3 separate regions of the Rattus norvegicus genome follow, and all the other regions are linked to region 3. Evidence: chromatin contacts called from public Hi-C data. All regions are on one chromosome and are shown on one strand. Each heading gives the region's core, a stretch centred on a gene start, on an enhancer-like site or on the middle of the called end of the contact. The rest is flanking DNA. Distances are from core to core; before and after follow the strand shown. Region 1 overlaps LOC120096542 (a long non-coding RNA gene). Region 2 holds the start of Xpo1 (exportin 1). Region 3 holds the start of Cct4 (chaperonin containing TCP1 subunit 4).

What was found. A called contact is a pair of places that touch in the nucleus more often than the background predicts.
Region 1: a contact with region 3 is called in a Hi-C map of liver, with 2.2 times the contacts expected there. The contact joins the enhancer-like site here to the promoter of Cct4 in region 3. A contact is called at or near these places in 6 of 12 Hi-C or Micro-C datasets (the A7r5 cell line, Schwann cells, hepatocytes and 2 more).
Region 2: a contact with region 3 is called in a Hi-C map of Schwann cells, with 7 times the contacts expected there. The contact joins the promoter of Xpo1 here to the promoter of Cct4 in region 3. A contact is called at or near these places in 9 of 12 Hi-C or Micro-C datasets (the A7r5 cell line, Schwann cells, frontal cortex and 4 more) and 1 of 1 datasets of contacts at active chromatin or transcription factors (oligodendrocytes).

The regions. Positions count from the first base shown.
Region 1 is chr14:101,386,981-101,390,867 of GRCr8, forward strand. LOC120096542 (a long non-coding RNA gene) reads left to right here. Exons shown (of 3, transcript XR_005493052.2): 3 at 1,166-1,766. Among named protein-coding and RNA genes, the nearest start is that of Xpo1, 46 kb to the right of the region's middle. Within about 2 kb of position 1,286, at least 10 of the 93 cell types and tissues checked have an H3K27ac peak or open chromatin away from gene starts, as enhancers often do. A contact at or near this core is called in hepatocytes and liver, where this site is marked.
Region 2 is chr14:101,432,847-101,436,443 of GRCr8, forward strand. Xpo1 (exportin 1) reads left to right here and starts at 1,604. Exons shown (of 24, transcript NM_053490.2): 1 at 1,604-2,380. LOC134481879 (a long non-coding RNA gene) reads right to left here and starts at 1,400. Exons shown (of 3, transcript XR_010057760.1): 1 at 928-1,400.
Region 3 is chr14:101,191,119-101,194,873 of GRCr8, forward strand. Cct4 (chaperonin containing TCP1 subunit 4) reads left to right here and starts at 1,939. Exons shown (of 14, transcript NM_182814.2): 1 at 1,939-2,199. The coding sequence starts at 2,073. LOC134481877 (a long non-coding RNA gene) reads right to left here. Exons shown (of 2, transcript XR_010057758.1): 2 at 1-3,755.

The DNA of each region.
Region 1 (3,887 bases), core at 36-2,535, 200 kb after region 3:
TATATATAATAAATAAATAAATCTTTAAAAAAAAAAAAAAGAAAGAAATGTTGTGCTGGTGGTAGCCTGTAATTCAGTACTCAGAGCACTGAGACAGAAGAAATGCTGTAAGTTCTGGGCCAGCAGATGAGAGTGAAACCCAGTCTCCAAAACCAGGAGAATACAATGCATAATGAAGGAAGCCTGCTGTAACCTAACGCTGGGGGCCGGAGGCAGGAGGATCGCTAGTTCAAGGTTAGCCTAACTACACCGCCACGCCTCTTCTCCCTTTCTCCGCCATTATGCTGTGTCCTTGCCTTCATTCCTCAGCACAGATTCCTGCAATTTCAGAATCAAGTCATTTCCTGGCTAAGAGACAGAAGTAAAGTGACCCCAATTTTCAATGGATTCAGATTACAACTGACGATAAGAACATGTACAGGACGCTAGAGAGATTGCTTAGCAGTTTAAAAAAACACGTGGGGATGGCCGGTTGTGGTGGCGCACGCCGGTAGGATTTGCTGAAGGAGGCAGAGGCAGGAGGATCACGAGTTCGAGGCCAGCCTGGGCTACACATTTTTGGGGTTGGGGATTTAGCTCAGTGGTAGAGCGCTTGCCTAGCAAGCGCAAGGCCCTGGGTTCGGTCCCCAGCTCCGGAAAAAACAAAAACAAACAAACAAACAAACAAACAAACAAAAACACGTGGGGCTCTGCAGAAGGCCTGAGCATGGTTCGCAACACCCTTATCAAGTATCTTGATATCCTGAATGGGTCCAAGGGCCCCAATACACACTTCTGAACTCCAAGGGCGCGTGTGCACATACTCCCACACAGACACGCACATACACACAATGTTAAAGTAAAATAAACCTTAAAAAATAAAACAATAAATAAATCGAAGCCGGAGAGATTTCTCAGTGGTTAAGAACACTCGCTGGCCGGGCAGTGGTGGCGCACGCCTTTAATCGCAGAACTCGGGAGGCAGCCTCAGGCGGGTGGCTGAGTTTGAGTTAAGGCTAGCCTGGCCTACAGAGTGAGTTCCAGGACAGCCAGGGCCACACAGAAAATCCCTGGCTGTTTTGAGGTAGGGAGTGGGGGGTGAGGAACACTTGCTGTGTGGTAACAGTTTTGGCTTCTTTAAAAAACACAGAAATATTATAAGAATGTGCTTTCATTTTAATCCCAGGTGCGGAGATCGGGTGTTGCGTCACACTGCCCGTATCAGCTGACTATGATTGCAGGTGCTTCAGAGGGGCGTGGTCTTCCCAGCTGCAGACAGTTTCTGCGCCTGTGAGGCCTTTGGAATTCTGGGAACGTTTCAGAGGTTATATAAACACTAAGGACTTTACGAGGCGGCATAGACGATTGTTGGTCATTCAGGGGGTTGGGTGTGGTTAGTAGTTTGGGCTCAAAGAAAAAACAAAGGAAAGAAATTAGACTCAGGGATCTGTAACTGTCTCCTCTTGTGATAGTTTGTATGTGATTGGCCCAGAGAGAAGCATTTGTTGGAGTGGGTGTGGCCTTTTTGGAGGAAGTGTGTCACTGTGGGCATGGACTTTGAGAGCTTCCTCCTAGCTGCCTGGAAGCCAGTCTTCTCCAGTTTGCCTTTGGAACAAGATGTAGAACTCTCAGCTCCTCCTGCACCATGCCTACCTAGGCACTGCCATGTTCCTGCCCTGATGATAATGGACTGAACCTCTGAACCTGTAAGCCAGCCATTAAATGTTGTCCTTATACGAGTTCCCTTGGTCATGGTTATGTTCCCAGCAGTAAAACCCTAAGACACCCCACTCTCTGTCTCTCCTGTCTATTATTAGGGCAAAACAGGGGTGGGAGTGGGTAGGGGTGGAGGAAGGGTGGGAAGAAGAACCCACAAATAGCAAAGACCAGCTACATGCTGTCCTAGCAGAAAACCCAAGGTTCAATTCCTTAGACCTACATCACAACCCTCTGGGACTCAGTTCTAGGAGAGCTGACCTCCTCTTCTGGCAAGACAAGCAGGCGTTTGTGTGTGTGTAGAAATACATTTACATAGTTTTGTTTTGGGGAGACAAGATCTCTATATGTAGCCCTGGCTGGCCTGTAGCTCATTCTATTCATAAAGGTACTTGCACCTCAGCCTCCTGAGTGCTATAATTAAAGGTGTATATTACCACATACAGCTCAGTATTAAAAAAAAAAAAAGTCAAGCCAGGCACATGTCTTCAATCCCAGACCTCAGGAGGCAAAGGTGAGAAGATCTCTTAGTTTTAGGCCAGCCTGGTCTACAAAGTAAGTTCCAGGAGAATCAGGAATACCAAGTGAGACCCTGTCTTAACACACACACACACAGACACACACACACACACACACCACCAACAACAACAAACTGGTACTATTTTTTTTAAAAAATCAGGTAGAGCTGCTGTATGAGATACTAGGAAACTGTATGTATGGAGCTGCCCTGAGCCAGCTCACATCGTCCCATACCACCTCAAACCAAAAGTGCCAGCCTGTCACTGTCTGCACAGATCAGCATGCTGTTTCTAGTCTTCCTTCTTTCCCTTTCTATGTTCCACCCTATGCACTCCTTTCTGTCTGCTCTTGGCATGGTTGCCCTGTGACCCTCAGGTGTGACCCCAGGTGTGATTCCAGGTGTAGCCCCAGTTGTGACCCTAATTATGGCTCCATGTGACCCCAAGTGTGAGTCCTGCCACCTTAACTTCCCTGCTATGATGGTCTATTAGTGGGGATTGTGAGCTAAGATAACCACTCCCCTTTATTTTTTATTTATTTATTTTTGGTTCTTTTTTTCGGAGCTGGGGACCGAACCCAGGGCCTTGCGCTTCCTAGGTAAGCGCTCTACCACTGAGCTAAATCCCCAGCCCCAACCACTCCCCTTTAAAAATCAAAACAAGGGGGCTGGAGAGATGGCTCAGAGTTAAGAGCACTGACTGCTCTTCCAGAGGTCATGAGTTCAATTCCCAGCAACCACATGGTGGCTCACAACCAACTGTAATGAGATCTGGTGCCCTCTTCTGGCCTGCACGTGTACATGCAGGTGGAGCGCTGTATACATAATAACTAAATCTTTAAAAATAAATAAATAAATATCAAAACAAAATGCATCGAAGAACCACAAGTGACTCACAGAATGTTTGAGATATCATCTACGGGGAGAGCAGGAGCTGGTGCCCCAGCAGCCACCTCTGACATGCTGGGGTAAAAGGCATGAGCCACCATGACCAGCTCAGGTCATTTTTGGGGAGGAGGGGAGAGGAGAAAGTAGACACTTAAATTGCCTTTATTCTGTTTCTAGGTAGAAAGTTAATTTGATTCATAGATGGATGTCGTAGCCCACTCCTTTAATCCCAGAACTTAGGACACAGGCAAGCAGAGTCTACATTTCAGGCCAGCCAGAACTACATAAATCAGACCTCATCTCAAACTTTCCCCCGTCCCCCAAAGGGCTTGAGGCAAGCTTACAACCAGGGATGTGTACACACAGGGACTTCATGATGTGGAACACTTACTGAGTTTCTGGGTGTTCTTTGTTCACATTGCCTTCTGTGATCCTGTGAAAAGAACTTCCAGATGGCCAGAGGTGGTGCTGCACACACACCTTTAACTCCAGCACTCAGGAGGCAGGCAGATCTCTGTGAGTTCGAGGCCAGCCTGGTCTATAGATCAAGTTCCAGGCCAGCCAAGGCTAAGCCAGTTGAGGCTACACAGAGAAACCCTGTCTGAGAAAACAAAACAAAGCAAAAATCTCATGAACAAAGTCTTGTCATGGAGTTCGTTTTATTATTTATTTATTTTTAATTTATGTATGTGAGTGGGTACACGGTCGCTGTCTTCAGACACACCAGCAGAGGCCATCGGATCCCATTGCAGATGGTTGTGAGCCACCATGTGGTTGCTGGGAGCTG
Region 2 (3,597 bases), core at 354-2,853, 240 kb after region 3:
ACTGACGAATTAACTCAATAAGGTGCTCTGATTTCCACACTTGAGCTGTGCCAAGCGGCCCCTGACCCAAACAAACGAAAACAATATAGGGTAGTATGAGGTTGTATGTGTATTCCGGGGCAGAAATGTTGTGTAAAAAATAACTTCCTCGTGGGGCTATATGTTGTATTCAATGGAGCATTGCACATAACGTCTCCCATACCTATTGAATTCAGGTATCAGACTCCGTTTTTTTACATCTCCATATCCCTATTCATGGGGGTAGAACAGATTTTAACGAGTCAGATTTGTGTTCCGAACATTTGTTTCTGTGTATAGGGATAGCATCTTCTGACTCCAGCTGACACTTAATTTATTCTGTAGCTGAGGATGGCTTTACATCCCTAATCTTCCTGTCACCTCCTCCCAAGTGCTGGGAGTACAGGCCTGTGCCATTATGCCAGGTCAACTGGTCTGTCCTGGAGCTCTCCCTATAGTCCAGGCTGTGTTTCAACTCAAGAGATGTGCCTGCCTCTGCCTCCCAGTGTGTGTCACCACCACCCAACTGCTGGTTGTCTTAAGCAAGCCTAATCAGTAAAACTGACCTGGCACTTGGGAGCCATTTGTTAACCTCTGGGCGACGGACATTAAGGGCACCAAGTTGAAATAAGTTGACACAAGGTCAGTCTATATGCACTGTTAAGTTGGTAAAAGGGCTTTCAGTGTTTTTAGGACTGAAATTAACTTCTTGTTGAAGCAAGTCTGGGGAGAGAGTTAAATTTCTAAGGAGGTTTGCCCAGTAACTAACCGTTTCTAGGACTCCGAGACCATGAGGCGCCAAAACTGCACTCCCCACAGTTTATGCCAGCCTCTGCCCGTGTTATTCCCGTCCCCAACTGCAGTGTCCAAACCCAGGTCTTTACAATGGATCCAAGGCCCAGGGCCTACCATCTGCCACCTATGTGTTCGTTGCGGTCCTTCGCCTCCGCCTATCTCGATGTAGAAACAGGGCGTGCCCTCCCTTTTGCGAGCACAGACCCCATCCGAGGGGCGGGTGCTGGGGCCCTAGGCCGAGGCCCCTGAGGTTGGCGGGAGCCCGAGGGGGCGGGCCGCCAGGGAACGGGGAAAAGCAGAGAGGAGAGCGGCGCGCGCGCGGCGCTCAAACTCGCGCCTCCTTCAGCTCACGGGCGAACCCCACCCTCTTCGTCACCAAAGGAGCCCAGCCAATGGGCGAGCCGAAAAGGCCGGGCTTACAAGCGAGGGACGGAGAGGGGGAGCCACGCGAGGGGGAAGGGATGTCGAAGGCGGGCTGCACTTGACTGACAGCTGACTCCAGCCAATCCCCCGTGAGGCTTCTCCGCTCTCCTCTTTGCTGGGTTCTGTTCTACGTCCCACCTTCTCTTCCTCCACCCCCCCTCACTCCTTTGCGTCCCGCCCCGCCTCCCCTCCCCCACTCTGCGGGCAAATCACTGCTGGAAAGAGGCGGGGGCCTAAGCGGCAGGCTCGTGTGGAGCCTTGAGGTAGAACTGACGGGCGCTCGGACCAATAGGAGGTAGGCTGATGACACGGCTGTGGCCGGGGCCGACCAATGGGCGCGCGGCCTGGGGGCGGAGGCCCAGGTTCCAAACGCTCCGCGGCGCCATGGGCTGAAAACTCAACCGAGATGGAATCTCCCAGTCTGAACCGGTTTCAACCGGTTCCGAGTTTGAGGCACTAGGAGGAGGGGGAGAAGCGGCTGCAGCGGCCGCGGCAGGAGCAGCGGGAGCTTCAGCATCAGCAAGAGCAACAGTAGCTACAGCCCCGGCAGCCGTACCTGTTCCAGCCTTTGCTGCAGCAGTCGTGCAACCATCCCGAGGGGGAGGGGGGAGCCACCAGTCGCTGAGGAGCACGCGAAGGGGGGAAAGTTTAGGCTAGCCCGGGTTGGGGGGGCCGGCGCCGGAGCGGCGTGAGCGAGGGAACCCTGTGTGGTCGGGGGAGCCGGACTGCAACTGGCGGCAGAGCGGCCCTGGCCGTACGGACTCGCGCTGCTGCTCCCGCCGCCGCCTGTGGCTGGAGGGTCCTGAGCTCCGTCTCACGGACCGGCCCGCTCCCCTCCCCCGTTCTTCCCTCTCCCCAGCCGGGCGGGAGCATTTATTCCTCGGATTAATTCCCCTTTTTGGTGGGGCGCGTGTGTGTGCGTGCGCGCGTGTGTGTGTGCGTGTGTGTTGGGTGGAGTTGTCCCTGGAATAGTAAATATTGAGCTTTTTTTTTTTTTTGCCCTTCTCTGCTTTTTAATTTCTTTTTTTTTTTAAGGTGGGAAAACTGTGAAACCCACCTTGATTTCCTCCCCTCTCCCTCCTCCCCACCTTCCCTCGCCCCAAGCCCGGACAAGGAAGGAAGAAGCAGTTGGTTGAATTTCTGGGTAAGTCGGTCGTGTGCTCGGGGCCGAGGGTCGGGCGGCGGCGCGGCGGGCATGAGGCGCGGCGGGCGCGGGGCCCTCGGCAGAGCCTGCGATTGAATGGAAGCGCTTCTGTCGCTCGGTGATGGAGGCGGGGAGGCGGCCGCGGGAGGGGAGTGCTTGCTGGGTCATCGGCGTGTGCGGGTGGCGGTGGAGGAAGGCGAGGAGCGTGGTAGTGAGTCTGAGCCCCTGCGCGTGGGTGGAAGGGCTTCCCCAGTCCAAAGGGCTGGGGAGAGTTGGGGTGATTTCAGGAACGTCTCTGTAAATTATTAGGAGTGGAAGTTTCCAGAAATATTTAGTGCAGCAGCATTGAAACGTCCGCCTGCATCACGTGGCCCCCTCGGTGGAGAGCTTGGGATGGGGGAGGGAGGGGCTACCGAGTCCCTTCTTCTGTGAAGAAACTCGAAAGCCTTGTGGGTGAATTTTTGTTGTTGTTGTTGGTTTTGTGAGTGTGTCTGTGTGTGTGTAACAAGAAGTAGAAAAAAACCGAGTTAATTTCTCTTTTCGGGGATCTGCAAGTGAGGTTCCGTGTTATAGGATTTTTTTTCGCCCGGGGCTTACATGTCTTGTTGGTGGAACCGCGAACATAGTGAATGATGCCCTCCCTGATTCTCCTTCTGGTTTCTTGAGTTTGGGGTGGAGGAGAGGAAGTGGTGGTTGTAGAGGATGCACTGAATACTCGCCGAGGCGGGACCTCGGATCACTCAGAGGACATGCTGCAGAGAGAATAGGGCGGTGAACTTAAGGCGCCGGGTCTAAATGCCTCCTCCGAGTATGGGCGGGGTGAATGCGTGCTCCTGTGAGCTATAGTTAGAAGTGCTGAGAGTCGTTCGGGTGGGAAGCCAGGGGAGGGCGGGCCCTTCCTAGTGAGGCGTGTGTTTCTTACTGAATGAAGCAGGCGATTGCCCACACACCGAGTAACAGTCTTTTGTAGCGTCTTGTTTTTTGACTTCATGTGAACTTACCTTTTAGATGGCAACTGGTAGTTAGTGTGTTGCTGCTTGCTGTGCCATTGAAGGTATATGGATACTCACTTGTAGAGTCTCAGTGGTTCCCTACTGTGAGTGCATTTTTGGGAGTGGAGGACACCAATGAGAAAGGTGAACCATTGAGAAAGTGAACACTCCCTCCATAGCTGCATTATTACTTAGTGCATGATTATGTATATTAAGCGGGGCGGA
Region 3 (3,755 bases), core at 689-3,188:
TTAATTTTTCTGTCCCCCGATTCTGTCTTCTGTACCAGAGTCTGAACAGGTAACCACTTCAAGGGATGTCAGTGACAGATGGGCCACGGAGAAAATGTCAACAAACACAAGAAAGCAAACTATGCAGACAGTCCACCCAGGCCGTTCGGTCAGGAAACCATAGATAAATCCAACTATTGCAGAAAAGAAGAATTCCCTGAAACATCCGTGCATGAGGCAGTGAACTCAGATTTCCAGCATGATTGGCAGAGATTGGCTTGGACCTCTTTCATTCTGCTTCCCTGTCCCTGGGAAGAAGTGTCTTCCTGCAGCACAGTGAAGGCCCCTTTCAGGTGGTAGTTTTGTCTCCTGCTTTTAGGGGCAGGAGAAGTCAGAGTACTTGTGTTAGTTACTTCTCTATTGCTGTGATAAAACGCTAAATCACCATGACTATGCCGGGTGGCGGTGACACAGGCCTTTAATCCCAGCACTTGGAAAGCTGAGGCAGGTGGATAGCTGTGAGTTTCAGGTCAGCCTGGTCTACAGAGAGTTAGTTCCAGGACAGTCAAGGCTACACAGAGAAACCTTATCTCGAAAACAAAAACAAACACATGTCGACGAAGGCAATTTATAGAAGGAAGATTTTTGGGGGGGTGGGGGTGTTATGGTTCCAGGACTTACACTTGAACTGCAGGGAAAACATGGGGCAGGGGCAGCTCACATCTCAAATTGTGAACAGGAAGCAGCTGGGAATGCCTGGCAACTTTTGAAACAAATTCTGTCCCCAGTGATACACTTACTCCAGCAAGACTACACCTTCTAAGCTTCTCTGATCAGAGCTACCCACTGGGAACCAAGTATTTGTCTGAAACTGGGGGTGGGGGGGGGTCATCTCAAACCACCACAGTACCAGCACCTGTTCTTTTCATATAAACCAGTTGTCTCAACTGCCATAGAATGTTTATGTACTGTGAGGGAGGGGTAAACTAGTCTTTGAAAAAGATGTATCCCCCGGATGGAGGGGGTGGTGCAGTGGGGGAGGACTTGAAAACTTCATCTTAGTCTTAATAGCCTGAGTTCGTGTCAAAGCTCCTCGTGATCACAGGACTAAGTCCATAAAACAATTTTTCCTTAACCTACTGCAGGCATGTGGCACCTTATGGGTTCTCAATGATTAACTGTGAACTACTAGTGAACAGGTATTACCTATATAAACTTCCCTAGTCAATGATAGTGCTTATAGAAACCTTGGAAGTTTACCTAGAGACAGATTCCATCGCCTTACTGTGGTTGACCCTGGGCTTTAGTGCCATCATCCATAAAGCAAAGACGATGGCACCTATTTCACGGGATTATGAGGAGGAATAGGTAAGGTAAAGGGTGTAAAGGCTTCACACTTTGTTCAGCAGATAACTACTAATCAGTTATTACTATGTTTATGTTCCCTAAGAGTCAGTGGCTACGTTTATGGAAGAGGTCGTAACTAGAAGGCAGACTGGATTTGGCAGGCAGTCACAGCTCCACAACTATTAAGATTCTGTGCCATTTGACCAGTGTATTTAAACCCCTAGGCAGGCAAAAAATATATACACAAGGGAAGAAACTTATTCATGGCAAATTTTTCCTCCAACACCTTTGCAAAGTGAATAAACTAGGAATAAAATTTAGAATTTTGATATAGATGTCTGGAAAATGCCGGCTGCGCCACACCCACTCCGGAACAAAGCCAGGGCTGTCACGGCTTCGTCAACATGACTAGCAGGAGCGAGTGGCTCCGGTCTACATAGAATGGCACCTGTCACGCCTTTAAAACCTCCCGCTCCATCTCAGCGCCCAGGCACAGGGACCGGTTGACTGTCCGCTCCCGGGATCTCCGCGCGCGAGCTCCGCGGCCGGCGTGCGGCGGACAGCCCCTGACGTCATATCTGCGCCGGCACCACCGCAGGCCCCTTCTTCGGCTTCCGCCTTCTCTCCCGGCGTCGCTTTCTGGAAGGTTCGTGGAGGCGGCGGCCAGGGAGACCGTTACTCCACAGCAGGCCGGAATCCGTGTCCATCGGTCCTCCTGAACCCGCGCAGACGCCATCAAAGTCGCCATGCCGGAGAACGTAGCTTCCCGAAGCGGGCCGCCCGCAGCGGGGCCGGGCAACCGCGGGAAAGGCGCCTACCAGGACCGCGACAAACCGGCCCAGATCCGCTTCAGCAACATTTCCGCGGCCAAAGGTATCACCCCTCGCCGGCCCGCCTAGCGGCAATACGGCCCAGCCTCTCACTGTGACCTTAGCCTTGGGTGGGTTGTGTTCCTTCAGAGGTGGTCTCGTCCGGTGGGCGCAGCTTTCTACTGAGTACTCCGGCGTGGAGGCCTCGGACACGCCCCATTGTGGGTCGCGGTGCTCCCTAGTTCATCCCCTGCGGGCTTGGGCGGTGTTCGTCACGTTGGTGCGGACAACGGATGGTATAAGATGCTGAAATGCAATGATCCTTGAGATCTGACGCTTCAGAACTAAAGCTTGGCTGTTCGTTAAACCTAGTGGTAGACGGCATAGTTAAATGAACTTTCTTTTTTGGTTCCGTGGATAGACAGCATAAATTCCACTTAACCTGCACGTGGGGAACATGATGAAAAACAGACAGGCCTGAGTTTTATTCTCTGCATGTGTTATTTCATGTTTTTGACCTCTGAACCAAAGTTCCCTTACTATCAGTCCGGGGAAGATAAATCTTTGCTTTCTGTAATTGTGAACATTTAGAGAAACCGAACTGGAGAAGAAAAAAAAATATGGAAGGAAAATTAAGAACAAAGCTTTTAGAGATATTGCCAGGGTTTATTTGGGTTGGAGAAAAAGATGCATGATTCGAGAAGTGAAATTGCTGTCCTGTCTTTGGAAAGTCCTGGAACCCAGGGAATCATTGGCTTTATTTTCAATAAAGCTGTAAGTTGGGTGAGGGAACAGTTTATTTGCAGGGTTGCTGGGAGAATTAAATGTGAACCTGTACGAAGTAAACCTTGGGAGTATTGCAGTCAACCAGCCCAGGTGACCGCAGTGTGTTGGTGCTGTGAGGGTGCAGGGTGGACCTTAAGGAGTTGGAGAAGTTGGCAAGGTGGTCGGTCGAAGAGTCTTTTGGAAGTTTGGAGTGAATACCTGACACCTAGAAATTTATTGGGTTCATTAATTATGTATGTGGTGGTGGAGTTATTGGGATGTTGAAAAATCGAGCCGATTGAGTGACCAAAGAGTGTATGCTATATACAAAATGGGATGTTTTTACTTCAGGCAGCCATCTTTGCTAGGGTTTCTATTACTGTGAAAAAACAGATTACAGAGTAACCTTTTTTAAAGATGGATTTATTTATGTAATTTATGTATATGGGTGTTTCGTCTGTATATTTGCACACCAGAAGGATTGGATCCCACAGGACCGTGGTTATATATGGTTGCTGGGTGCTGGGAATTGAACTCAGGAACTCTGGAAGAGCAGCCAGTGCTCTTATCCATCTGCTGAGCCATCATCTCCAGCCCTTCAACCTGCTTTCTTACCAGCCCAGGACCACCAGCCTAGGGATAGCCCCACCCACCCACTATAGACTGAACTCTTCCCCTCAATCACTAAGAACATGCCCTACAAGCTTGCCTGCAATTGACTTTTTCTTAATCAAGATTCCCTCCTCTGAGATGACTTTAGTTTGCTTGGGTCAACTTGATATAAACTATCCAGCACCTGTCAAAAGCACAAAAATTAAAACAGGACAGGAGTCGTGCACGTAGGAAGGATTGGTT